Linked DNA regions of Mus musculus: region 1 is linked to region 2. A link is a contact called in public Hi-C data. All regions are on one chromosome and are shown on one strand. The core of a region is the stretch at or near the end of the contact, and the rest is flanking DNA. Distances in the headings are between cores, read along the strand shown. Region 1 overlaps Gm33562 (a long non-coding RNA gene). Region 2 overlaps Gm33459 (a long non-coding RNA gene).

Region 1 (3,881 bases), core at 1,116-3,615, 270 kb before region 2:
CATAAGCAGCCCTGTCTTGATTCTGGGCAGTGGGTTTTGGCTTAGACACTCCAGTGTCTGTCTCTTTTGGCTTTGCTTTTCACTAGTCACGTACTTTCTTGGAGCCTTGATTTTTCTCATTTGCAATGTAGGAGGACCTATAGGATTTAAAAAATATTTTAATTTATGTACATATATGTGTGTATCTATGTAGCTAGCTGGTCTTTGCTACTTTGTGGGTTATTTATCCCATCACCAAGTTTCACTCCCTATCACTAGATAGGAGGGAAAGAAGGATAGATAGATAGATATATCCTGAATCTAATTTCTTTCTTTCCTTCTTTAAGCATGACTATTAACAAACTGAAATAACAACCAACCAACAACCAATCTACTAGAGCTCTGGCATTTATATATCCCCTGAAAGTTCCCAGAATTTCAAACGTCACACAATCTCAGAAATTATCTACAGCTGGCAAAACCACTCCTCTGGTTGAGCACGAGGTAAATCATAGTCAGCTGCTGTGGTCAGTCTGAAGTAGCCCCACATCCCTACACCTGGGATTAAAATGAAAGCACATTCTTACAATATTTCTATGTTTTCGAAAGAAAGCAGAATTCCAAAGTTGTCACTTCATGTCTGTGTGACTGAATGCCTCATGCATGCTGGTGCCTCAGGAGGCCAGAAGAGATCATCAGAACACTTGGTGGTTGTGAGCCACCTGATGTGGACACTAGGAATCACACTCTGGTCTTGAGCTCTTAACTGTGGAGTCACCTTCCAGGCTGCTGCCTGTCCCTGATTTTTATTTTAATTGACGAAAGAAAGAAGGTAGATGCCCCAACACTGCCATTAAGCCTGCATGGAGCAGGGTTTGTGGCCAGTGCATGCATGTGTGCCGGCCTGAAGTTGAAACCTAAAGTCTTCTTCAGTTGCTCTCAACTATAGTTTTTGAGACAAGGTTTCTCACTAAACCTGAAGCTCACTGATGCAATTGGACGTGCTGGCCAGAGGTCCCCAGGTATCTACCTGTTTCCTTCTTCCCAGAGCTGGGATTACACACTCATGGGGATCCGAACTCAGCTGTTCTCTAGCCTCCCCGAAGTTGCTTCTTGAAACAGCCTGTGCAGGGACCAAGTTCAGATTCTCCCTTCCCTTCCCTTTCCCCTCTCTGTCTCCCATTTCTCATCTCTCTTTCCTTTCCCTCTATTTGTCTCCTTACCCACAGACATTTCTCTTAAGCACTGGAGACAGAGCATCTTTGGAAAAATGTAAATGAAAAGAAAGCAAGACACCTTTTGGTCCTGTAAACATGACCGATGATTTAAATAAGGCTCCTTTAAAGGTGAAATAAGGAAATGGAAATTATATCAGATTTCTGTGGCATAATTCAAAACTGCTGGCACCTTTGGAAGTAAATGTATTTTCCTTCATAGCAAGACACGTTTTCAAAATAGAGTAGTTGTTACATATAAATGCATCCCTCCCCCTTGGAAGCATGGCCACAGCAGCAAAGAAATTGCCCTACCTTGACCTCTACGTGATTTCCATGGCTGCTCTGAGCCCTTAATGACTGGCCATTCGGGAGGGATCAATCCAGTCCCCTGCTGCTGTGGGAGTAAAAGGACAAACTGAGAAGCCATTTGTATCATTTTACAGAGAAAAGGGTTAAAGATGGCAAAGTGAGGACTTTTTAAAGACAGCTCCCAGGAACGTTAAGACCCTGAATATCTGGCCTGGCCCATGACTCGAAACCTCACTGGCTATGCTCCTCCTGTCATGATAATCGGTGTCTGCTGACCACTCATTTCAAGCAATTATTTTGTACCTTGGATTTTCCCCTAATCCCAGCTGTTTGTGTCACATCTGCATCCATGCAGCACCGGACCTTTCTTTAGCTTCTTCTCACATTTCTGGGAGCAGTGGGCGAATGTGGCTTTGACTCTTGCATTGGTGGGTCTGATCACATGATCCAATCTGCCCCCATCCCCTCAATAGGCTGGTCATAGAGTAAGGCTGTTTCCACCAACCATCTCCATTAATTAATTAGTGTATTTAGTGGTGGCCAGAGGCCTGCTCATCTCAAAGCTCACAGAGCATACCAATGCTGAGCGATGGCCTTGGTGACAGCCCATCTGTATTCCAGTTGGCCTTTGTGTGTGTGTGCATGTCACTTGTGTGCATATGTGTTCATGTGTGTGGTGCATGTGTATGTGTGCATGTGGGAGTCAGAGAGTGACATCAGCTCAGGTGTCTTTCTCAATCATTCTGCACACACCCTGCTTTTTGAGATAAGGTCTCTGATGAACTCAGGTCTTCATGTCCCTGTGATGGGAAGCATCTAGACTGAGCCATCTCCCAAGGTTCCAAAGTTCTCCTCCTTTTTTGTGGCATGTTGCAATCTGACAGGCTCATGACAAATAGGGATTGGCCAAGCTTGGCTCTTGCTAACACCCATGAGGTGTGATGTAATAGTTCATAGATCCAGCAGCACAAGTCTCAGTTTCCAATGTTCTGTGGTTTCCTCCCGTTGTTTCTGCAAGGGGCTCTGGCTGAATCCTTGAGGTGTTTGTAAAGCTCTCCTCTCACAGATGTGATAATTTGTACTGTGGAGCTGGGGGCTTCTTGGATCTTCTGGGTTTAGTTGTGGTTTGTCACCTTGCTGCAAAACCTTTGAACAGTGTCCTCAAATGGTTCCTCATTACTTAAAAGTTCCAATTCTGTGAACGAATACGTGTCCCAACAACCTCACACAAGCCACTTGTGTTTCTGAGAAAATGAACCAGAGAACTTCTTGCTCAACTATTTTGGCAATAAAAAACATATCATAAATGAGAGGGGAGAAGAATATTGTTTGCTAAAGGACTGCTGGGTGAACTGCCTCTTGGCCTTTTGATAGTGTCTTTGATATGGAAATGGACAGCTGCTTGACCTTCTGTTCAGTGGCCCTTTTTGTGCAAAGTCAAATTGCAGCCCCTCACAGCAGCAATGCACCTATGGACACAAACAGGATTTCTATTTTTTTTTCCTCCTATGCCTCCTCCCCCCACCCCCACAATTGTTACTACAAACATTTTTTTTTCACTATTCACACGAAAGACATCATGCTTAAGGGGAAAAAAGGCATCAAAACATTGGTGACTCGAAATGATTTCAAAGCACCCGTGACTTGTTTGTCGTCAGGTCTGCACTCTATCAGCGCCTTTTAAACGCATTGCAATGTGAAAAAAGCACAAGGAAAAAAATGATTATTCATGAATGAAGGTTGGGGATCCTCAGGTTCTCATTCTCCTCTTGCATTTGAAAGGCAGAGCAGGGGAAAATATCTCTTGTGAAAGAAAGAAGGAGGAGGAGGAGGAGGAGGAGGAAAAGAAGAAGAAGAAGAAGGAGGAGAAGAAGAAGAAGAAGAAGAAGAAGAAGAAGAAGAAGAACCACCACCACCACCACCACAACAGAGTAAGTCTATTTTATGTATTAGAAATGGGAGTATATAAACAAATGCCTTTATGCACTCTTTAGGGTCTTTTGACAACAGGAATTAGTGTCTGGAAGTGCTGTGCTGTAGGCCACACTGGAAAGAACAAACTGTTGGTCCCCCGTGCCACACAACAAGCCATTCTCTCTTCCTTGTGCTCTCTCTACCCTAACTGGGCAATGAAGAACATCTTTAGCTTAGAGAAAGTTCAGGACCATGTTGAGAGAAGTGGCTGGGCATCCAGCTGCTGCCCTGCCATGGATGCCACTGCTTTGATGGCCTACAAGGCCAGGATGCAGAGAGGCTGGCTTCCTACCCTGTGACCCACGCATGGTGTCTGTGCTTCAGGCGTAGGTAGGTCCTGAGTGGTAGTGGAGAAGCCACTCCTTCCCTGGGATGGACAAGGGAATGGAAGAAAGTAAAGAT
Region 2 (4,406 bases), core at 309-2,808:
CCATAAGCCCAATTAGATGCTTTCTTTTATAAGTTGCCTTGGTCATGGTGTTTTATCCCAGCAATAAAAAAGTAACTAAACAATCCTCAACACTTGGCTTTAACAATGTCCTAGCAAAACAAAATTTCAGGCACCCTGTGCTTCCCAGCTCTTCATTCTTTTGCTCTATTTCCATGATTTTGTTGTTGTTCTTGTTGATCCAAGAGTCATCACAATAAGATAAAAGGTATGATCCTCTTCCTATGTATACATCAGCCAGGGGACACTGACCTGAGAGTCAGAGGATATCTGAGTTTGGGGCAGTCAGTGGTAGTGTACCTGATAATTGGAGGTGGGGATGCTCACACAGTTGTACTGGGCTGCAACCCTACCCAAAAGTCAATGAGCCACAAAGTCACTCTGAAGTGACTGGCTCAGATAAGGCTGGTGCGGGGGATGGGAAGTGAATGGAGCTTTATAAAAAATAAACTGAGGAGTGTAGGGTGTTTCTCACTGACTCTGGATTTCTAGGACGAGTGTGATAAAGATGCCTGAGGAAAGGAAGGGTTGGAGAGCTGCAGACTTCCCTCATTTTACGAAGGCAGGCTGTGATAGATTTCTTAATGAGCTTGCAGCCCCAGAAGAGGAACAACAATATGAACTAACCAGTACCCCCAGAGCTCTCAGGGACTAAATCCAACCAAAGAGTACACATGGATGGACCCATGGCTCCAGCTGCATATGTAGCAGAGGATAGCCTTGTTAGATATCAATGGGCGAAGAAGCCCTTGGTCCTGAGAAGGCTTGATGCCCCAGTGTGGGGGAATGCCAGGACAGGGAAGTGGGAGTGGTTGAGTTGGTGAGTAGGGGGAGGAGGCATGGGATAGGAGATTTTCAGAGGGGAAACCAGGAAGGAGGATAACATTTGAAATGCAAATAAAGAAAATATCTAATAAAAAAATGAGGACACTGAGTAAAGCTGCTTGCTGGGTTTCAGGATGAGACTCTGAGCCTATTCAGTCACGTGAATTCATGTTTTTCCTTTTCTCAAGATTTAAAAAATATATATGTGGGTGTGTACATGTGTGTTTGCTTGTGCCTGCAGATATTAGAGGACGGCAGGAGCTAGAGTTATGGATGGTTGTGAGCTGCCGAGTGTAGGTGCTGGGAACTGAGTTTAGTTCCTCTACAAGAGCCCCAAGTTCTCTTAACTGCTGAGCCATCTCCCCAACCACCTCATATATAGTTTATTTATAATCCTTCATTTAGATTGGTGTGCAAACAGGACCCATGTTTAAAGAGAGTTGGTCTCCTTAGAACGAGATGGTAAAAAGTTGTACTGGAGTTTAATAGGTCGCCTTTGGTTTCCAGTACAGTTCAAAGCCCCCTCCCCTCCGTGGGGCTCTGCTGAAGCATTGCTTCCCTCTGGTAGTCTCCTTCCCTAGTGGAGACTGCGGTTTCCTCCTTTTCATAGCTGAGAAGGATTCTGCTGGGGAAGTGAGCTAACAGAGCTGCTAAGATGGTTCAGGGCTAAGGGCATTTGCCCCAAGCCTGAGGACCTGGGTTTGATCCCTGGAATTCAAATGGCATAAGGTAAGAAACTTCTCCTGGAAGTTGCCCTCTGACCTTAACACACACCCTGTGACACACCCACATTTCCTCACTTCTTGAAAACAAATAAAGGTAAAAAGTGGACTAATGAACGGCTAAAATTCAAAGACAAATAAAAATTGCCTGTCTTTGTAGGTAGTTTCATAATCTATTTGTCAAGCCCTTGTTTAATGAACCCCAGGTAATATTTCTTTGAAGAGAAAGGGGAAAATTTTCCCAACAAAATGACAAATTAGAGTAATGCATTTGAGACTCTTATTTTGAAATTTACTTTGAAAATAATAGTACTTACTTATCATTTTAATAACCTACTTAATTTCCTCTTGAGTGTCTGTCTATCTCTATATAACTAAAATATATGCTTCTATCAAACATTTACCTATCAGCTATATCATTCATCTATCATGTCTATGTTTGGCATTATCTGTTTACCTACTTAATTATCCATCATCTCTTTCTCTCATCTCTGTATGCATATCAGATGTCTATCAATCAATTATCTTTTATTTATTATCCATTTATCATCTATCAGTCTATCATCTACATATCTGTCTGTCTGTCTATCTGTATCAATCATTATCTTGCATTATCTTCCCTTCTCTTATCCTCCTCCCCCTCCCCCTGTCCTCTTCTTTCTCCTCTTCCTCCTTCTCTTCTTGCTCTTCCTCCTCCTTCTTTTTCTTTTATTGATTTCTGCTCCAGGCAGACTCATTTTGAAGCTTGGCTCTTGCCTCTTCTCTGCAGCCACCTTATAGGCAAAAGCTTAAGCTCCTTCCAATAATCACTCCTAGGTAGAAGTCCAAGAACACCGCAATTAAAGTATCAAATTTCAGAGGCTGAACCAATTAGAACCAAGAGAACTTTTGCTTGCTTTTATGTTTTGGTGTATCTGACCATTTATATTCATAGAATCCCAATTTGACATTCTTTTAATACTTCCTCTCTTGCAGCCCGAGAGGTCTTAAACTTCCAGTGTGGATGGCTAGTCCTCACTTCTTTATCCAGGCAACACACAGCACGGATGGACAGAAAACCAAACACCTTTGCCAAGAACAATTACTGAGGGTGTGAAACGATGAAGACATAGAGAATACTGCTGCATAGAAATGTTCACAGTTCTTCAATTTCCAAAAGGAATTCAGAGGGAGAACTTGGATTAATGTAAATAATGTGATTTTTTTGAAATACAAATGAATATTGATTGAGAGGGTTGAAATGGGACAAGAGAGTGAAGACCAGCCAAACCCAAACACCTACAGAGAGCACACAGATATGAATGTTAGGGGCCCTTTCTGAGGTCTCTCTCTTTGGAGTGTAGATACAGCTGATACATAACCATCAGGAGCTCAGGTGGGATCCACAGTCATAGGACACCCAAGAGGAAAGAGCAAAATCAAACATAAAGGCTCCCATCTTATGAACAAGAGGCTTTTGCAACCTTCACTAATTTGTAGGGAGAAATACAAATGCAATCTAAACATGATTAAATATCCAAGGTGATCACCAAATTGAAAATGAATTATCAAAAGTTCAGATACCTTTGTCTTGCTACCCAGTCCACCCTTGTTTATTTTTAAACCTTGCAAAGCTGAGTTCTTTGCCTGTGCTCCAAGGTCTCAAGCCTTTCTCAGGTCCGCGGAGAGGCTGTGCAGCAAGGATAAACAAAACAGTCCACAGCACAGAAGATATCCTGGGAGCACCACGAGGCTTGAGAGTGAAAGGTATCGGGAAAGGAGTTTTCTCTTTCGGTTAACAGCTGCTTAAGCTGCTATCTGGGGAATGCTTTTACAGAAAAACCCAGGTCAACCTATACCAGGTCAACTCCCTGCCTTGGAGAATGAACATACGGGATCCCATTCAGCACAAAATGCAACACTCTTCACACAGAAATCAATCAATATATGCTGTTGGCTGGTGCCCGAGTTTACTTAATGTCTCCCCTTTTATGTGGCTCAAACTGCTTTGACAGGACAGATTCACTGAGATTTTGAGCAACCCACTGTTGAAGAGAAAGCAGCTTCTCCTTCCTCATGACTACGCAAATGTGACAAAGGGTGGAGAGAGTAGATATATCTATTTGGCTCTTGTCCCTTGTCTATACTGGCGAAGCCATAATACCTGCTTAGAATGTACTTTCCTTTGTAGTAAATGAAGCATTTGAAACTAGGTAGGTACTTCCAAGGTGAAGGTTTCTTTCATTTTAAAAATAAGTTTTGAGAGCAAATGGCAATCTTGCTTCAAACAACAACAACAACAACAACAACAACAATCCCTCTGCAGTGTTATCACAGCACCTTAATCATTGTCATTAAGCTCTACCTGCATGATGTTGAACATTTTTACAACCACGATTGCCTTGGACACAAACACTAAGCACAGGAGACCGCTGCTATTGTCTCCATTTTCTGTGAGGAAATGTGCAGGGAGAGGCTAAGCAAGTTTCTAAGATTATACAGCTGTGAGTGGTAGCTATGTCCTATTCACTGGCACGGCAAATTCCTAAAATTATTCTCCCTTCTTCTAATATCCTCCAGTCTCACCTTCTCCCAGCCAACACAAGCATGCACTTACATGCTGCAAAGTCTGGCTTATTGGAAGACTGGAACATGGCATACATTATGCTGCATAAAATCTGAGCTCTCGCAGCCGGGCGTGGTGGCTCACGCCTTTAATCCCAGCACTCAGGAGGCAGAGGCAGGCAGATTTCTGAGTTCGAGGCCAGCCTGGTCTACAAAGTGAGGTCCAGGACAGCCAGGGCTATACAGAGAAACTCTGTCTCGAAAAAAATCTGAGCTCTCATATATAGCTGATGAGCT

What was found. A called contact is a pair of places that touch in the nucleus more often than the background predicts.
Region 1: a Hi-C map of liver shows a contact between it and region 2, with 21 times the contacts expected there. The contact joins two enhancer-like sites. A contact is called at or near these places in 3 of 39 promoter capture datasets (embryonic stem cells and liver) and 8 of 484 Hi-C or Micro-C datasets (all in liver).

What each region holds. Positions count from the first base shown.
Region 1 is chr9:74,792,080-74,795,960 of GRCm38.p6, reverse strand. Gm33562 (a long non-coding RNA gene) reads left to right here. Exons shown (of 4, transcript XR_870924.1): 4 at 3,288-3,379. Among named protein-coding and RNA genes, the nearest start is that of Gm22315, 12 kb to the right of the region's middle. Within about 2 kb of position 2,365, at least 4 of the 459 cell types and tissues checked have an H3K27ac peak or open chromatin away from gene starts, as enhancers often do. A contact at or near this core is called in liver, where this site is marked.
Region 2 is chr9:74,519,818-74,524,223 of GRCm38.p6, reverse strand. It overlaps Gm33459 (a long non-coding RNA gene), which reads left to right. Exons shown (of 2, transcript XR_379628.2): 2 at 2,541-4,406. Among named protein-coding and RNA genes, the nearest start is that of Gm33459, 6.7 kb to the left of the region's middle. Within about 2 kb of position 1,558, at least 3 of the 459 cell types and tissues checked have an H3K27ac peak or open chromatin away from gene starts, as enhancers often do. A contact at or near this core is called in liver, where this site is marked.